Linked DNA regions of Sus scrofa: region 1 is linked to region 2. The links are chromatin contacts, called in public Hi-C maps. All regions are on one chromosome and are shown on one strand. The core of a region is the stretch at or near the end of the contact, and the rest is flanking DNA. Distances in the headings are between cores, read along the strand shown. Region 1 holds the start of TICAM2 (toll like receptor adaptor molecule 2). Region 2 overlaps LOC110259445 (a long non-coding RNA gene).

Evidence for each region. Hi-C and Micro-C count contacts between places; a contact is called where the count stands out from the background.
Region 1: a contact with region 2 is called in a Hi-C map of liver, with 4 times the contacts expected there. The contact joins the promoter of TICAM2 here to the enhancer-like site in region 2. A contact is called at or near these places in 1 of 5 promoter capture datasets (liver), 4 of 47 Hi-C or Micro-C datasets (liver, skeletal muscle and subcutaneous adipose tissue) and 1 of 2 datasets of contacts at active chromatin or transcription factors (alveolar macrophages).

Annotation. Positions count from the first base shown.
Region 1 is chr2:119,759,466-119,762,165 of Sscrofa11.1, forward strand. TICAM2 (toll like receptor adaptor molecule 2) reads right to left here and starts at 1,294. Exons shown (of 1, transcript NM_001204351.1): 1 at 1-1,294. The coding sequence starts at 1,294. The coding sequence ends at 581.
Region 2 is chr2:119,644,443-119,647,142 of Sscrofa11.1, forward strand. All of the region lies in intron 1 of LOC110259445 (a long non-coding RNA gene), which reads right to left. Among named protein-coding and RNA genes, the nearest start is that of FEM1C, 77 kb to the right of the region's middle. Within about 2 kb of position 1,374, at least 2 of the 83 cell types and tissues checked have an H3K27ac peak or open chromatin away from gene starts, as enhancers often do. A contact at or near this core is called in liver, where this site is marked.

The DNA of each region.
Region 1 (2,700 bases), core at 44-2,543, 110 kb after region 2:
CAGCTGAAAGGAAAACGCATTGGATTGGATTATTTTAAAGAGGCCCACCATTCTCACATCTATTTTTCATTTCACATTTATCAGTTCTCACCATTCCAAATGAACTAATCTGGCTATCCCTATTTCTGGACGACAATACTGGGAAGGCTTTCCTGCAACATTCGTGAGAGGTGCCGCAACAGGGAGAGCTGTCAGATTTCTCAAGGCCATTGTTTTGCCAACGTGTCTTTTGAGAACAAAATCAAAGTGTTATGGTATTTTTTTAAATGTCTATCATATAAGTTCTTGTTCAAGTTCAATACAAGAAAAGTGAATTTAAAATATCCTTTGTTGAACTAGGAAAGCTGTGAGAGGAATCAGAGGTTTTGCAACTCTGACAATTGCAAGTTTAGAGAAACATCAAAAGTACCTCAATTCTATAGAGTGTCCTGCAAAAATCTATTTTTCTTGGGCTCTACAGTTTTCCCCTAAGAGCAAGGTTCTCTTCCATTTAAACTTTTCCTAGAAATTTGCTTTCTCAAGTGAAGAGAAACCATTTGCTTTACAAAACAAGGGCACACCATGTGTTATATGTCCCATCTCAGGCAATCAATTGTCTTTGTACCAGATTTCTGGTCTCTTTCCATATAGCCTGTTGTATCTGATACACAGACTCCTGAAAAATCCTTTCCACTTGTGTAGGAAAGCCACGACTTTCTTCCTCCAGGGCGTTGATGGTTCGCAGAGCAAAGGGGGTCTTTTCTCGGGGCAGGGGGTTGTTCAGGGGCCGCATGGGGATGACAGAGTTGTATTTGTGCTGTCTGTTCACGGAGTTCATGAGAGATGTATAGAACTGGAACTTACACCAGGTGTCTCTTAGAAAGTTTTCAGTCAATAGCAAGATTGTCCAGGCAGAGCCATTGACAGCATCGTCTAAATTCTGTAAATGCTGTCTGCCACACGGCATCTCAGCAAAGATTATTCCAGGTTTGATCCCGAAGTCATTTTGCAGCAGATTCTGGACTCTGAGGGCTTCATCTGTGTCATCTTCTGCGTGTAGTATCACAAATTTGAGGAACACCTCTTCTTCTGCTTCCTCTTCAGGCATCTCTTCCACTCCGTCAGCTCCCTCCTGCTCTCCTGTTGGCATCTCTGCTGAACTGCTACATGCAACATCTTCGCCACCATGCAGGGGGATTTCCTCAGATATCGTGCAATCTGTCTCGTGAGGTTTTTGACTTGTATCCACACCGTGGCTTTTACTCCAAGAGAGAGAAAGAAGGCAGGGATCTGTCTTAGACTTCCCGATACCCATTATAAATATCCAAGTCAGAAAGGAAAGCTTTATTTATTTCTCAGCATTTCTTTTCATCCTAAAAGGAGAAATAACAAAGCAGAAGACTACTGTAAATTTCATCAAAACAATTAAAATGGAAAATCTCATTCAACCTGCAAACCTCAAAAAGATTATAATATATAGCTTTCTAAGAAGAAAATGTCAAAGAGATCATTGGAGATGAAGTCACTTGTCTTGTTTGAGTTCCACAAGGGCTACCACAGGTAGGCAGGGGTAGGTTAAACACAGGGGTCCGGTTTAATATAAAAGGAGATGTTTGGAAACTTTAAATGGTATTATATTGGCATTATAAACTCCAGTTAAATTACTTTGGTGTGTTAGCGAAAAGGGACCGTATCACTCTACTCATATGGAGTTTAAATTCAACTTCTCCATAACCAAATTACTGTGTAAACTAGAAACAGGAAAACTAAAAGAAACAAAATATTCATATTAACTTCAAAACATATTTTTGTTTCAAATGCAAATACAAAACAGAATACAAATACCCTAAAGACAGCTAATAGGCAGCTCTGCTGACTCAGAATAAAAAGATCTGAAATGTTAAATGAAATGTTGCTCAGGATTCACCGGTTCAGAGCTTTTTCTCTTTTTTTTTCTTTTCTTTTTTTTTGGTCTAGGGTCAGGGATTGTTGTACTGGGGCTGGTGCAGAAACTAATAAACTTTTGCAAAAAGTAAGGAATATCTTTTTCCAGCTAATCCTGGGAATAATTAAGAAAACATATTTCTGCACCCAGGTAAAAAAAGTAACATCTTGGTTTGGAAGTGTAATCTGGAAACAAAGCCTTGTGATTTCCAGGGAAATCAATAATGATCATAGTCTGTATCATTCTTTTATTTTAAAAGGCCTAAACTCAGAGTAGAAGAATTAGATCAGCTGTGAAAGAGAGATACTCCATGTGAATCTAATGCTGCAGTATTGTTAATACCCAAATAAGCAGTTTCAAGGGGGTACTTTCATCAAAAGACAGAAAATTCAGAATAGATAAGTATAAAATACATGTTGTCAAATATGGGCCCATAGGCTATATTCCAAAGGATTTTTATATATTGTTCATGAGCAAAGATCAGAGATCAAGAAGAAATTAGAATCTTATTCATAATGACATAAGTACCAGCTACATATGCCAAAATAATTCAAGTTTAGATGAAACCGTTCATCAAATGGTGAAAAACTGTTATGGGAAGAAAAAATAAGGAAAAACGTATACAGAATTTCTTTCTAATGTAAATAAGGAGTGAAAGGGTTTGCTACTGCCACTGAATAGTGAAGAAATCACTGGCTACTGGCTGTCATTGATTCTGCCTGTTCTTCAGGTTCTGATCCACACTATATTGTGCCAGCCACCAAGTGGTGGTCTAA
Region 2 (2,700 bases), core at 124-2,623:
AATTTCTCCTAACACCCTGGATTAAATATGGCAGGTTTTCTAAGGAAAATTAAAAGCCAATTTAATTTTCATATCTAGATTATGATATGAAATAACTTCAGAATTCCAAGGCAATAATGTCAATTTTTTCCTTTTTTTAATCTTTTTATTTTTTTAATTTTTTATTTGTATTTTGCTTCCTAGGGCCACACCTGCAGCAAATAGAGGTTGCCAGGCTAGCGGCCAAATCAGAGCTGCAGCTGCCAGCCTACAACACAGCTACAACAATGTGGGATCCAACCTGCATTTGCAACCTACACTACAGTTCATGGCGATGCCGGATTCTTATCCCACCGAGGGGGCCAGAGATCAAACCCACAACCTCATGGCTACTAGTCAGATTTGTTTCCACTGTGCCACAAAAGGGAACTCCAATAACGGCAATTTTTAAATTGACTCCTGTACTATAAAGGATCTGAAAAAAAAAATGAAGATTAAAAAAATAATAACATCCCTATATATTATCAGTGGTAAGAACTGCAAAGGAAAAGATACATTGGAAGAAATTTTTCTGGAAGCATCTAATGAAAAATAAATCCTACTTGCCCCAGGTTTTTTTGTTTGTTTGTTTGTCTCTTTAGGGAAGCACCCATAGCATATGGAAGTTCCCAAGTTAGGGGTCAAATCAGACTCCCATATACCACAGTCACAGCAATGCCTGATCCGAACCTCATCTGCAACCTGCACCATGGCTTACAGGTAATGCGGGATCCTTAACCCACTGAGCGGGGGCAGGGATCGAACCCACGTCCTCATGGATACTAGTCGAGTTCTTTACTGCTGAGACACAATGGAAACTCCCTGTCTCAATCATTTTTTAAACCACATTAGTAAGATCCTTTTTTCTCTCTCTCTGTAGGGTAGAAAGCAGGTCAACAAAATCAAATAGAAAGCAAGAGAGGGAAAACATCGAGAACAGAGTTTTTACATTATCTCGGAAAACCCAGATAGAGATTTGCGATCTTGAGGAGCATGAAGTCTGTATCGTGACCTCTATAGTCCAGCTTGGAGTCCCTTCCATCTCTTGCTGTCATTTACTCAAAGACTAACTGGGTGCCTGCTCTTCGCCAGGCACTGGACACTAGGGATGTGACAACCTCAAACTGCTGTTAGCAGAGGGAGTGGGAGAGACGGATAAGCCAACAGGCAATTACAATTCAGATTTCAAATGCCAGCCTGGAGGTGTGTGCAGAGCGCGAGGGAGTCCGGAGCTCAGACTGCTTCCCAGAAACATCCACTGTCTCTGCAAAGAGAAGCCACACCAAGGGACAGAAGAGAAACACACTCTAAAAGCATTTTCACTTGTGACTGCCAAGTAAATGCCCTGTTAAGGTCACTCAGGAGAGAGTGAAGGTGGACACAAAGGTAAACAGCCAGAGCCAGGCTGTGACCACAGAGGGTCGGAGGTCCTTAGCGGAAAACCAGGACCAGCATTTTCAGGCCAACCCCCTCACCTGTCCCTGGTCCCTGTCCTTCCTGGTGCTGCTGTGATCCTCCACAGCTGTGCTCTGCTGGAGACACCCCCCCACACACACACACATGCCCTGCACACACTCCCTCTGTTGCCCCCTCTATTTAGCCCTCAAGGGAGGGGTCCCTTCTTTCTTGCTGGTGTTTCCTATGCCTAGCCCAGCCCTGCCCTCCATTCTCCACACACAACAAATGTCCAGGCAGCAACATCTAAGGAATCTGCACAGGACAATCGGAGATGATGGACAGGTTCAAGTGAGGGAATAGCTTCCAATAAGTGGCAAGACTCAGACCTCCCACCCAGCCCAGGGTCCCTTACATCCTTCTCCCTCTCAGGGCCCGGCCTCTGCCACCGTGGCAGGAAAGTGCTCCAGGCCTCTCCCACAGCTCAGCCAGGAAGATCAGATATTCCCTCATTTCACCTCCAAGTGCCCAAAGAAAGAGAGAACCATCAGCCCTGGTCCACACCTGCTGTTTCAGTGTAATCATTTGCAGCTCCTGTCTTGCTCCCCAAACAGCCCCAGTTTGGACATTGTTACACCATCACCTTGCCTAGAAATAACCTGCTCTAAGATGGGCAGTGAGAATACCCATTCCTTTCTGAGAAATCCCAGCCCTGGCATGGAGGGAATGATCAGGCCCTGTAGGACCCAGCAACAGACAGACTGCAATCATCTGAAAGTCATACGTTTACCAAAATCTGGCTCATTCAGTCTTCCACATCACGTGTGGGACATCAGCCATCCAATCCTGGTTGCATTAGGACAACATCACTACCGTCCCTTTCCAGTCACCCTTCCAGTGAAAAGTGATGGCTCTGCTCATTAGGAGTCCAAATGAAGTTTCAAGTCCAGCCTTGTTACATGCCACTCAGACCCACTAGCCATTCGTTTACAGGATCATTCACCTGGTGCAGTGCAGTTCACCTTCAATGCCAGGACCTCCAGTGTTAGAGGACTAGGAAATTTGAGCAGATATATGAGCAACTAAGTATACAAATGAACCTCAGATCTACCTAATGACTGAAGAGAAGGAGACAAATTTCAGCTCAAAAGTAGGACTCTTTCAGTTAGCATCACGTGGTGTGAACGGCAAAATTCAAAGGTTAAGGAGTTCACACTGTGGCACATCAGAAACAAATCTGACTAATATCAATGAGGATGCAGGTTTGATCCCTGCCTTCGCTCAGTG